Regions from separate parts of the Mus musculus genome. Here region 1 is linked to region 2. The links are chromatin contacts, called in public promoter capture Hi-C maps. All regions are on one chromosome and are shown on one strand. The core of a region is the stretch at or near the end of the contact, and the rest is flanking DNA. Distances in the headings are between cores, read along the strand shown. Region 1 holds the start of Spdl1 (spindle apparatus coiled-coil protein 1). Region 2 has its middle 15 kb from the start of 4930469K13Rik.

Region 1 (6,335 bases), core at 1,325-3,824, 720 kb after region 2:
AGTAGGTAGTGAGAAATGGCGGAACTCTACAAAACTTGTGAAGGTCAAGTCAATACAATTTTCTGATAGGTGGATTCTGGGAGGTAAAAAGAAAAATGAATATAGCCTTCTGCCTAAGCAATTACTAGAATGGAGCTACCCTCGGCTGAGACACTGAGGTAAAAAAATGTTACAGGGAAGAAAGCAAGAATTCATATTTTCAGTATGACTTGAATATGCTGTACTAAAAATACAAATTTGGAGAGTGCCAACATTAAGTCCTTAAGATTCCTTATCACTAGAAGATGAGCAAAACTGCTGACAAGTCTCAGAACAGAAGGCTGCTATGAAGGAAAGACCGGAAGTATCCTCAGGTACTACTCAGGAAGTAAGTGGAAAGCATGTAATGTTTCTGGGAGCCAAAAAGACAAAATTCCTCCAGGAGGTGGAAAGAAACCATCACGGCAAATGATACTAAGGCAAATTAGATGAGAAACTGGAAACTGCAGGTCACTGGCCCAAGGTGGAGAAGTGAGGCAAAAGCCTGGTTAGGATAGGTTTGAGAGCCAGGCAGTGGTGGTGCACGCCTTTAATCCCAGCACTTGGGAGGCAGAGGCAGGTGGATTTCTGAGTTCAAGGCCAGCCTGGTCTACAGAGTGAGTTCCAGGACAGACAGGACTACACAGAGAAACCCTGTCTCAGAAAATCAAAACAAAACAAAACAAAATAGGATAGGTTTGAGAGAAAATAGTAGGCGATACACAGATGTGGCTAAATGACATAAAAATCAAAGTGGAGCTCCAAAGCCTAGTGTGCTAATCACTTTTCACCACAACTTCTCAAAAACCCAACCCGTATAAGGCATTTAAGTGTCAGCAAGTTCTGTGGATGAGCTAGCTATCTGAGCTCAAAGCTCACTTCCACATCCAACTGGCTACATCAATGTGAAAAAGTTTTGTGAGCATCTTGCTTCATCTATCTTAGAGATTCTATAAGATAAAAAGAGTAAAAGGAAACAAACAAACAAACAAAAACAAAAAAGCCGGGAGGTGGTGGCACACACCTTTAATCCCAGCACTCGGGAGGCAGAGGCAGGCAGATATCTGAGTTCGAGGCCAGCCTGGTCTACAAAGTGAGTTCCAGGACAGCCAGGGCTATTCAGAAAAACCTTGTCTCGAAAAACAAACAAAACAAAACAAAAACAAAAACAAAAAGAGTAAAAGGCATCTAACTAGATTAAGAACACATGAATTCTTACTAGGCATCAACAGAAATACCATGCCAGCCAAACGGATTTTAAACTTTTTTTTGGGGGGTGGGGGTAGTTACATTTTCACAAATAAGTACAAGTGAAAACATTTAACCCAAACATCCAAAATGTTACCACTGCAATCTGTAATCATTGAATAGATAAATAAACAAACCCAAGCAAAACTTTCAAGCCCAAAGTTCTCCTGCCTATAGGAGGCTCAGGGATAAAGATGGAGCAGAACCACTGAATGGCACAACTTGAAACCCATCCCATGAGAGAGAGCCAACCCCTGACACTATTAACGACCCCGTGCTATGTTTGCAGCCCTAACATAACTGTGTCTTGAGAGGCTTAACCCAGCAGCAGATGGAAGCAGAAGCAAAGGCCCATCAGGCATCAGGCAGGGCTCTGGGAGTCTCGTGAGGAAGAGTAGGGGATAGAATTGAGCAAGCTGAAGGGGTCAAGGCCACCACAGGAAGACATGCAAGTCAATCAACCTGGACCCATGGGGGCTCACTGAGGCTGAACCACCAACTAAGGAGGATGCAGGGGCTGGACCTAGGCCCCCTACGTATGTGTAGCAGATATGCAGCTTGGTCTTCCTGCAGGTCCCCTAACAATTGAAGCAGGGCTGTCTCTGACTCTGCTGCCTGCCATTGTACCCCTTACCCTACCTGGACCGCCTGGTTGGAACATGCTTATTTAACTCCGCTGGGATTTGATGTCCCAGGATGAGGTGGTACTGGGGGGGGGGGGGGACACGACTCCCCTTCTCTGAGAAAAGAGGGAGGGGTAGTAGTGGGGATAGGGATTGGGGGGCGGGACTGGGAGGAAAGTGGGGAGGGGGCTGCGATTGGGATATAATGTGAATAAAAGAAAAACAACAAAAAAAGTAAATAAGTAAAACATAAGCGAATGAGATGTTACAATGAGACTCCGTCCTGTGTGTCTGCTACATAATTGTAAGTTAATTCAGACTGCACCACTGGCTAAGGGTACTGGAGAATTCAAGACTCGGAGGTCCCAGACCACCCAGCACCGTATTTATCCTTCTGCAGTCAAACCCGCAGCGAAGCGGTCCGACCGAAGACTACACCGACCCGGAAGGCGGCTCCAGAGAACTCAGGTTCCTGAGAACAGGCGTTCCTCCCACCTCCTCCCGGTTCACCCTTCCCGACGCTCGCCCTTACCTCTCTCCTCACGCTTCCTGGCTGCTGCAACCGGAGGCCTGTCCGGAGAGCACTGGACTCCCAGATTCGTGACACTAACTCCACCTCAGCACAGAAATAACTCCCTCTTCACTCGGCAGCAGCACTGCTAAGTAAGCGCCGGGGATTTTTGAATACGGTTCCCGCGAGAACTCACGTTTCTCACGAGATGTCTTGTCCAATCCGCGCCTCCGGGGCAAACGAGTGGGGCGCCTTGCAGAGACTGCGCATGTGCATGCTCCGCGACTTGGGCTTTTGGGCGTTCCTGCTGCTTCGTTTTCTTAGAAGTGTCTGCTTTTAGTGAAGTGTGTTTCTCTGGTTTATTTATTTGTTGTCGTCTTTACCAACGCCAGTGTCGCCGGGTCGGAAGGTATTGTCAGCCCCTCGCTGGCCCGCCTGCAGTCGCCTTTAGGAGCTAAGGCGTTGAGTCTCACCAGGGCCAGCACAGTGCCACCTTCCACTGGGCTCGCCCCAGTTAGGACTGCGAACCACCCTGCCAGCCCTTGCACTTTGCGCAGAGGAAATTAAAGTCTCCTCCAAAGAAAACCTAAGTAATTCAAAATCACCGCAATAGGACTGCTATTGAGACGAACCCAGCTGGTTTTGCAGTACAGCTCGAGGGCATGCGTGTCTAAATAGAAATTCCTTGTAAACTTGCTTATTCTTTACACTTTTAAGCAATGGGAAATCTGGAGAGCTCTAGTAACTGGCACCTGGCATCATATCTTTTTTATCTATGGGCTTGGCTCTATGTCTTTTATCGTGGTTTACTGTGTTGAATCTTTGCCCTCTGTAGATGAAGGTGCCGAAGTGACACATTCCAAAAGTGAATCGGAAACTCCAGTCAGTAACATTCCCGTTTTGTTTTTCTTTATATAACAAAACGTCTGAGAAGGTTTTCACTATTCAGTTTCATCATCATCGTTATTATTTAGCTTTTTGAGACAGGGTCTCTATGTAGCCCTGACTGTCTTGGAACTCTCCCTGCAGACCGGACAAGCGATGAACTCACAGAGATCCTCCAGCCTCTGCCTCGGGAGTGCTGGGATTAGTTTGTTATATTGTACAGTAAATTGTCTCTTGACAAGATCACCAGCGTTTCTTTTTGTTTTTGTTTGTTTTATCATGAGGCCAATCCTGCACTGTACCCCAGTGATTTTTTACCTTCAGTGTCCAGTAGTCAGTGTTTATTTTTCCCCTTTCCTGCATTGCCTCCATTGAGTTTTAATATCTTGATGCTCCACACCCTTTGACTTTCTCACTTCATTTTCATTTGTAGACCGTTATTTCTGATGGAGCTAGACCAGACTTTAAAGGACTGAACTGTTTTAAGATAAACAACAATGATCCATCAAGCAGATATAATCACCACTGAGTTCTTCATTAAATGAAGCAAATTCCATTTCTTCTATCATTCTCAGATTCTTCAACTCAGGAGTCAGGAAGATAACCTCTATCGTTGGCCAGTCATGACTAGTTAATACCTGTAACTAAAATCTTTATGAATTCCTTGTTTTGTTCTTTGATTCAGAGAGAACATATTAAATCACATACTATCTCTCAGGTGCAGTGACATAGACCTTGGAAGGATGTGTGATTAAACGTACTATCAGGGAGTTGCTCACAACACAGTATATTATTTACATATATTTAATATTCTTGAGGCCTGTGCCCCCCAACATAGCTGTAGCCATTTTGTTCCATGCCTGCCAGCTCTTTCATACTGTTGCTGTGATATGCCTGCCACTCATTGGCACAGAAAAATAACTTGACTCAGAGCAAGGTCATGTTGATAACATATCTTGTTATGTTCTGTATGACAATTGTTAATCTTAAGAAATTCCACAAAGCTATAGGACCCATCAGATTAAATCAGTATGAACTGTTATGTCCAAAATAGCTTGAGTCAGAGCTGACCACTGAACAGCACTTCCAGCACCTGCACACGAGCTCATTGTGGCATTTTCCTTTATAAGCACACCCTGAGAAATGTTCGGAGTTGTAGCCTCGGCCGCCAGATTCTGAACTATGGCCCTGATCGATCAAGCTTAGGGTGTGTGTTCAGTAAACCATCCCTGTCTGACTGAGCTTGGTGTTTGTGTGGTTTGTGGGCGACTCCTGAACCCCAACAAATATATATTTAAAATCATGGCTGTAGAAATTATCACACACACAAATATACTCACATATATATTAAAAATTCATGGGCTGGCGAGATGGCTCAGTGGGTAAGCTTTGGACTGCTCTTCCAAAAGGACCTGAGTTCAAATCCCAGAAACCACATGGTGGCTCACAACCACCCATAATGAAGTCTGATGCCCTCTTCTGGTGCATTTGAAGACAGCAACAGTGTACTTATTTATAAAAATAAATAAATCTTTTTTTTTTTAAATTCATATGACCCTACATAAAAGGAAAAGTATATTTTGTCTGGATATTCATTTAAAAAGTTACAAATGCACTGGCACTAAGCAGAGTCTTGAAAGATGGCAGAAGTAAGGAAAAATGGACTCGAGGGAGAGGACCATGTTCACAAAGTCTTAAAGGCCTCTCTCTCTAATCGTTAAAGGCAGTTTATAGGAGAACATTGATTTGGGCGCGTCTTTCTACACTGGCCCACTGCATGAAAGTAACCTGGAATCATTTGCACTAAGTGGCACACAAATAATTGAGCTTCAAGACCATCTTCAGTGGCCAGATGATTCAAATCAAGTGGATGCTGAGCTGGGACCTGAAGAGGTCTCTCTGTCTCACTTGTTTCCTATTCACAAATACTTCCTGATCTTGTTGAAAGGAATTGTTAAAACCTCTTCAGATCCTGAGGACTGTTGTAACTTAGAATCATAAATAAAAGTCACTTACAATCTTTAAAGTAAATTTGTTGTGGTTTTTATCTTTTTCCATGAAGTTAAAAGGCACTGTTAGGGATGCCCTGGATAGAGTACAGCCAGTACCATGTCCAGACACTAGATGTCACAAGTGAAACGATTTTTAGATAGCTTCCTAGATTAACCTACACTCTTTAGTAGTTTGAAGTACAGGTCTCCCAAATGAGACTGAGGTCCACATGCATGGCTGACATGCCAAAAGTTTATGGTGGGGTGGATTCCTCTGTGTCTGCCATTTTCATTTTACATCAGAGATGGCGTATTCCTCCTTGCATGATAATGGGTTCACGGAGCATAGGAAAGGCTTCTGAATTCTGAGAAGCAACAAAAATATCCACTCTCCCCTCCGTTAAAATTCCTAAGACAATAGCTACTCAAGTGCAGGCTGGTTGCTGTGAGAAGCTCGTCATTCTTTGAGTGTGACCACACTAACTCCATGTTAGAATGCTGTTCTGGTGGTGCTGCAGTGCCTTGAAAGCTGTTTATTTTGATGCGAACCTGTTTCGTGATGGCTTAGGGCTCTACAGAGGAAGGGCATGTGATCAAAAAGCTTAGAGTTTAGTGGAGAGACATCTACCAAACAGTTCCTGCCCAGAGGATACCTTTGATGTCCTTGTTGAGCTGTGAGGGGGACTTCTTTGAGGCCAGGCAAAAACAAGTACAAGACTCTGAGACACCGAGGAGTCTGAAATAAAACTGCATTAATTAATAAAGTCCCATGATTGATAGAATAGGCTGAGAGACGGTAAAGGTTGTGTTCATTGAAACTTGTGGACTAACTGTCCACAAGTGTGGAATAGCTGTCTGGGTGCAAGATACAGGGATTGTCCTAATCCATGGACTAGCTAGGGTAGAAGAACACAGTAGTTCTCAACCTAACGCATGCGGAGAGCCTTTACTACCGTTCCTCATGCTATGGTGACCCCCAACCCTAAGTTTACTTTCGTTGCTACTTCATAACAGTAATTTTGCCACTGTTAGGGATTATAATATAAATATCTCTGTTTT
Region 2 (5,948 bases), core at 1,022-3,521:
TGGCCTTGAAGTTTCTGTCACTCACAGACTTCTTTCCCCATGGTTTACTCTGGAATGAAGAAAGAGGAAGCTGGCTCTCTGGAGGTTCCCAACAAGTTGACAGATGTCCCCTAAGGCAGCTTTCAACAGAGAACTATTCTTTATTATAATTATTATTCTTTGTGATTTACAGTGTGTCTCTAAGCCTCTGGGCACAATCATGGAGCAGGGCTGGAATTAATAAATCTGATCTGTTTCCTTCTTAATTCATGGCACTGACAAAATTAAAAAAATGAAGTCGGATGGGAAGACTTAGCAGACGAAGTGTCCCAAGCTGGGTTCCTAGGCAGGCACAGGGATGTGTGTCGGACGGAGCATGGCTAGGCCAGAGCTGCAGCTACAGCAAGACAAATGCTCTAATAGGTCAAGGAAGCTTGAGGGCTCCCCAGAAAGCCACAAACCTTCTCAGTCCAAACCCATTTTATTTAAGGATTCTGAAGCTCTGCAATCGTGTATGAAAGTGTTAAGACAGTAGGCTGCACTGCCGATTGCTATAAGCCAGAGCAAGGAATGACGCTCACATATCTGGCTACGTGTTAAACTATATTCACACCCAAGTCTGAACCAAAGCCTATGGCTTTAACCTTTATTGTATATTGGTTGTGAATATAGTATATTATAGTTGCTTAAATATTTATCATGACACTATGAATTCATCCAAGTGAAGGAATACCCAGTATTTTTAAAAGGAGCTTAATAAAGAAGTAGTACAGGTGGAAGCTTTTCTGTCTTAGAGTACTTTCCCTTTGTATTTCCCTCCTCCCTGATTTCCCAGTCATATAATATTTACTACTGAAACAGCAGATCAGAAAAAAAATATTGTTTCCCAAACCACCAAATTCTTTGTTAGGATCTGAAACATGCCTTATAGGCCCAAGTGCTAACAAGCTTTGTTGTCAGCAGTATTGGAGGTCGTAGAACCCTAGGGGGTGGTGCATAGCCAAGGACATTTAGATCATGGCTGGGTGGTGTGCCCCTGAAAGGGTTCTTCAGATCCTGGCCCTTCACAGATGTCGTGAAGTGAGCAGCTTCCTCGATCTCACCCACAGTTACAAACGGTCTTGCTACCGGCCTGGAACAATAAGACCGGGGGACTGTATGCTGAACTTTCTGAAACTGTGAACCCGATAAGCATCTCTTTCTTTTAAATCATTCACTTGAGAGGCTTTGTCATAATGATACAATGCAATAGCAACTGCAGAAACACACACATTCAGGCACTGTGCTGTCTCTTCAATCTCATTTCCCCCAGAGGTCATATGAGTCATGTGAAACCTTCACCTCACACCTACACAGATTTTCCCTGTTATGCTTTTGTCTTGGGACTCTTTGGTCTTGGGAGATGGCTCCATGCACTTCTGAGTTAAGAAATGACAAATGGGAATAGTTCTCACCGGGTAAACACAGCAGGATCCGAACTCACTCCTCAGCAGAGGTCAGCTCTCGTGTCACTGACTAACCTTTGGGGTGTTCCCATCAGATATTGACAGCTATGTTTTTTGAAGCTCCTAAAGGCATTTCTCCACCAATGCTAGGCCAAATCCTGCCCTGGGCCACAGATACCTTCTCCATATTGCTAGGCTTGTGCATTCTGCTCAGTGTATTATTTTTAAGGTTAAAATTTTTTACTAAAATAACTGAAACCTGTCACCATAAATAAGTGACATTTGTGGAAATGGGCCTGCTTACCTTATTTTAAACATTATACAGGGCATCCGTGTATCAAAATCTCGCATGGCACTGCATTAATATGCATAGTTATGTGCTAGCTAAGAATTAATAAAAATAAATCTTAAATATATTCAATTCACAATTATGTTTGATGATAGGGAAATGGAATATGAAGGATGGATGAATAAATATCATGATATTCAGAAATGAAATAGAAATATTACTTTAAATAAAAAGAAAAGCAGGGGGGAAAGTCTCTAACCACCACGTGTGCCCCCAAAGAAATCAAGGTTCACCTTTAATCTCTTAGGAAGCTACTGCCAGTACTGTGATGCACAGCCTTCTAGCCTCCCCACCCACTTACAGTACAGCTTTTGAGAAGGGATTGGTCCTTCAAATGTCCTTAATGTTTAAGAGGACAAGAAAAGTCCTGTTTTCCCTTCCTGAGAGACTGTAACCATAATCTCTATTATGTAAATTCTTTCAAAGAAGCAGTCTGTTCAAAGCTGTTGCTAAGTCATTTGTTGCTATAGCAATGCTTGGCCCTAGAGGCAGCAAACAACAGGCAGGCTCCAGCCTCCAAACACTGGCCACCATTATCTCCCTCACACCCTAGGGGAGAGCTCCCTTTGCCAAAGCTATTCATTTAAATTAGCAGCTCCCATCTCAGTCATTTGAGTTTCTTGTGCTTGCTGTGCTGTCCTGACTGGGGCTTTAACAGCAGTTAGGGCAATATATTGAGGTCGTGAGGACTGCGGGTCGGCAAGTCTTGGTGATTAGGATATCTGAGATAAACAGATATTTGATTAGTGGCTTAGGGGTACAATCCTGTCCGGATGAAAACAGAGGCAATAAATAGTATAGTCACTAAAATCCCAGTAACCACTGGTCTATAGGAAACAAATCTGAGACCATTCTGAGATGTTATATGTGGCTGCATATATGTACTCTAACTGTAGGATGACATTCCACATATGTAATATATTTCATTGGATTCTGGCAAACCCCACAGCATTTTACATGAGAGAAACAGGTTTAGACAGAGCAAGCAACCTGTCCAAAGTCCCTGGCAGAAAGTGACAGTGCTGGCTGGTTTCAAACATCTGCCTTCTGTCTCAGAGCTGCCTGCTTGCTCACTGAGCTGCCTTGAAGGACTAGAATAAGCATGCATGGTATCTCTACTCTGCACGGGGAGTTCCTGGACTTTTTAATTGGAAGGCACTGACTGGGCTTGGTACACACCATTATCACCCCCACTGGTGGATGCAAAGCTGAGACTCACACATGTGCTGTACCCACTGCCAGGACACTGGTTGAACAAAGAGCTTGGGCTACTAGTCACCTGCCTCTGGAGCCTGTACTGCCTCTACACAACACCACGTGGTACCTGGTACCCAGAAATCATTAAGCCCAGGGCTCTTACTTTGGCAAGTGAAGAAACAGACTAATGAATACCAAGCAGCTCCATCAAGGTCATTTTGGGAGGTCTAGGGTATCTCCTCCCAGCTTCCCAAGGACAATGGATCTTCTGTGTTAGCTACTTTTATCATCTCTGTGACCAAATACTTGGCAGAAACCATTTAAATGAAAAAAGATTTGTTTGGCTCATATTGTCTGAGGGTCCGGTCTGTGAAGGTTTGACCTGTGTCTCAGGATTTCTATTGCTGTGATGAAACACAGTGACTCAAAGTGTGTTGAGAAGGAAAGGTTTTTATTTGGTGTGTATGCCCATCGTTGTAGTCCATCACTGAAGGAAGTCAGGACCGGAACTCAAACAGGGCAGGTACCTGGAAGTAAGCACTGATGCAGAAGCCATGGAGGGGTGCTGCTTACTGGCTTGCTCCCCATGGCTTGCTCAGCCTGCTTTCTTTCCTGTTTTTAAAATACTTTTTATTAGGTATTTTCCTCATTTACATTTCCAATGCTATCCCAAAAGTCCCCCATACCCTCCCACCCACTCCCCTACCCACCCACTCCCACTTTTTGGCCCTGGTGTTCCCCTGTACTGGGGCATATAAAGTTTGCAAGTCCAATGGGCCTCTCTTTCCAGTGATGGCCGACTAGGCCATCTTTTGATACATATGCAGCTAGAGTCAAGAGCTCCGGGGTACTGGTTAGTTCATAATGTTGTTCCACCTATAGGGTTGCAGATCCCTTTAGCTCCTTGGGTACTTTCTCTAGCTCCTCCATTGGGGGCCCTGTGATCCATCCAATAGCTGACTGTGAGCATCCACTTCTGTGTTTGCTAGGCTCCGCCCGGCATAGTCTCACAAAAGACAGCTATATCTGCGTCCTTTCAGCAAAATCTTGCTAGTGTATGCAATGGTGTCAGCGTTTGGAAGCTGATTATGGGATGGAACCCTGGATATGGCAGTCTCTAGATGGTCCATCCTTTCGTCACAGCTCCAAACTTTGTCTCTGTAACTCCTTCCATGGGTGTTTTGTTCCCAATTCTAAGAAGGGGCAAAGTGTCCACACTTTGGTCTTCGTTCTTCTTGAGTTTCATGCGTTTAGCAAATTGTATCTTATATCTTGGGTATCCTAGGGTACCTTGGGATACCGTGGGTATCCTTATATCCTTGGGTAGCTTTCCTTTTTTTAATTGGATATTTTCTTTATTTACATTTCAAATGTTATCTCCTTTCTCGGATTCCCTCTCTCCCAGGAAACACCCTGTCACATCCCTCCTCCTCCTGCTTCTATGAGGGTTTTCCAACACCCACCCATCCACTCTCACCTCCCAGACCTTGATTCCCCTATACTGGGGCATCTATTGAGCCTTCAGAGGACCAAGGACCTCTCCTCCCATTGATGCATGACAAGGTCATCCACTGCTACATATGCAGCTGGAGCCATGTATACTCCTTTGTTGATGGCTTACTCCCTGGGAGTTCTGGGGAGACTGGTTGGTTGATATTGTTCTTCCTATGGGGTTGCAAACTCCTTCAGTCCTTTCTCTAACTCCTCTATTGGGGACCCCACATGGAGTTAAATGGTTGGCTGCAAACATCTGCTTCTGTACTTGTAAGTCTCTGGCAGGGCCTCTCTGGAGACAGCCATATCAGGCTTCTTTCGGCTTGCACTTCTTGGCATCCACAATAGTGTCTGGGTTTGGTGACTGCATATGAGATGAATCCCCAGGTGGGACAGTTGTTGGGTGATCTTTCCTTCAGTCTCTGCTCAACACTTTATCTCTGTATATATGCTCCTGTCAGTATTTTGTTCTCCTTCTAAGAAGGACTAAAGCACCCACACTTTGGTCTTCCTTTTTATTGAGCATCATGTGGTCTGTGAATAGTATCCTGGTTATTTGGAGCTTTGGGGCTAATATCCACTTATCAGTGAGTGCATACCATGTGTGTTCTTTTATGATCGGGTTACTTCACTCAGGATGATATTTTCTAGTTCTCTCCATTTGCCTAAAAATTTCACAAATTCATCATTTTTTTAATCACTGAGTAGTACTCCATTGTGTATACACATTTTCCTTATCCATTCCTCTGTTGAAGGACATTTGGGTTCTTTCCAGCTCCTGGCTATTTTAAATAAGGCTGCTATGAACATACTGGAGCATGTGTCCTTGCTATATGTCGGAGCATCTTTTGGATATATGCCCAGGAATGGTATAACTGGTTCCTCAGGTAATACTATGTTCAGTTTTCTGAAGAACCACCAGACTGACTTCCAGAGTGGTTGTACAAGCTTGCAATCCCACCAGCAATGGACGAGTGCTCCTCTTTCTTTACATCCTCGCCAGCATCTGCTGTCACCTGAGTTTTTGATCTTAGCCATTCTGACTGGTGAGAGGTGGAATCTCAGGGTTGTTTTGATTTGCATTTCCCTGATGATTAAGGATGTTGAACATTTCTTTAGGTGCTTCTCAGCCATTTGATATTCCTCAGTTGAGAATCCTTTGTTTATCTCTGTACCCATTTTTTAATAGGGTTATTTGGTTCTCTGGAGTCTAACTTCTTGAGTTTAGCCTGCTTTCTTATAGAACCTAGGACCATCACTCCAGAGATGGCAACACCCACAATGCACTAGCTACCCCCCCACCACCACCATCAATCACTAATTAAGAAAATGCCCCAAAAGCTTGCCTGCAGCCTGATCTTATGGAGGCATTTTCTCTCTTGAAATTCTCTCCTCTCAGATAATTCTAGCTTGTGTCACGTTGGCATAAAACCAGCCAGCACATGTTTTGGCAGATGTCATTGTGGCTTGTGTGTGTGTGTGTG

The links. Promoter capture Hi-C pulls out the DNA fragments that hold promoters and counts their contacts.
Region 1: a promoter capture Hi-C map of trophoblast stem cells shows a contact between it and region 2, with 6 times the contacts expected there. The contact joins the promoter of Spdl1 here to the enhancer-like site in region 2. A contact is called at or near these places in 13 of 39 promoter capture datasets (the C10 cell line, the HPC-7 cell line, HPC-7-derived erythroid cells and 8 more), 1 of 484 Hi-C or Micro-C datasets (stem cell-derived motor neurons) and 1 of 9 other capture datasets (liver).

The regions. Positions count from the first base shown.
Region 1 is chr11:34,831,067-34,837,401 of GRCm38.p6, forward strand. Spdl1 (spindle apparatus coiled-coil protein 1) reads right to left here and starts at 2,575. Exons shown (of 12, transcript NM_027411.2): 1 at 2,422-2,575.
Region 2 is chr11:34,110,895-34,116,842 of GRCm38.p6, forward strand. No RefSeq gene overlaps it. Among named protein-coding and RNA genes, the nearest start is that of 4930469K13Rik, 15 kb to the left of the region's middle. Within about 2 kb of position 2,272, at least 60 of the 459 cell types and tissues checked have an H3K27ac peak or open chromatin away from gene starts, as enhancers often do. A contact at or near this core is called in hippocampal neurons and trophoblast stem cells, where this site is marked.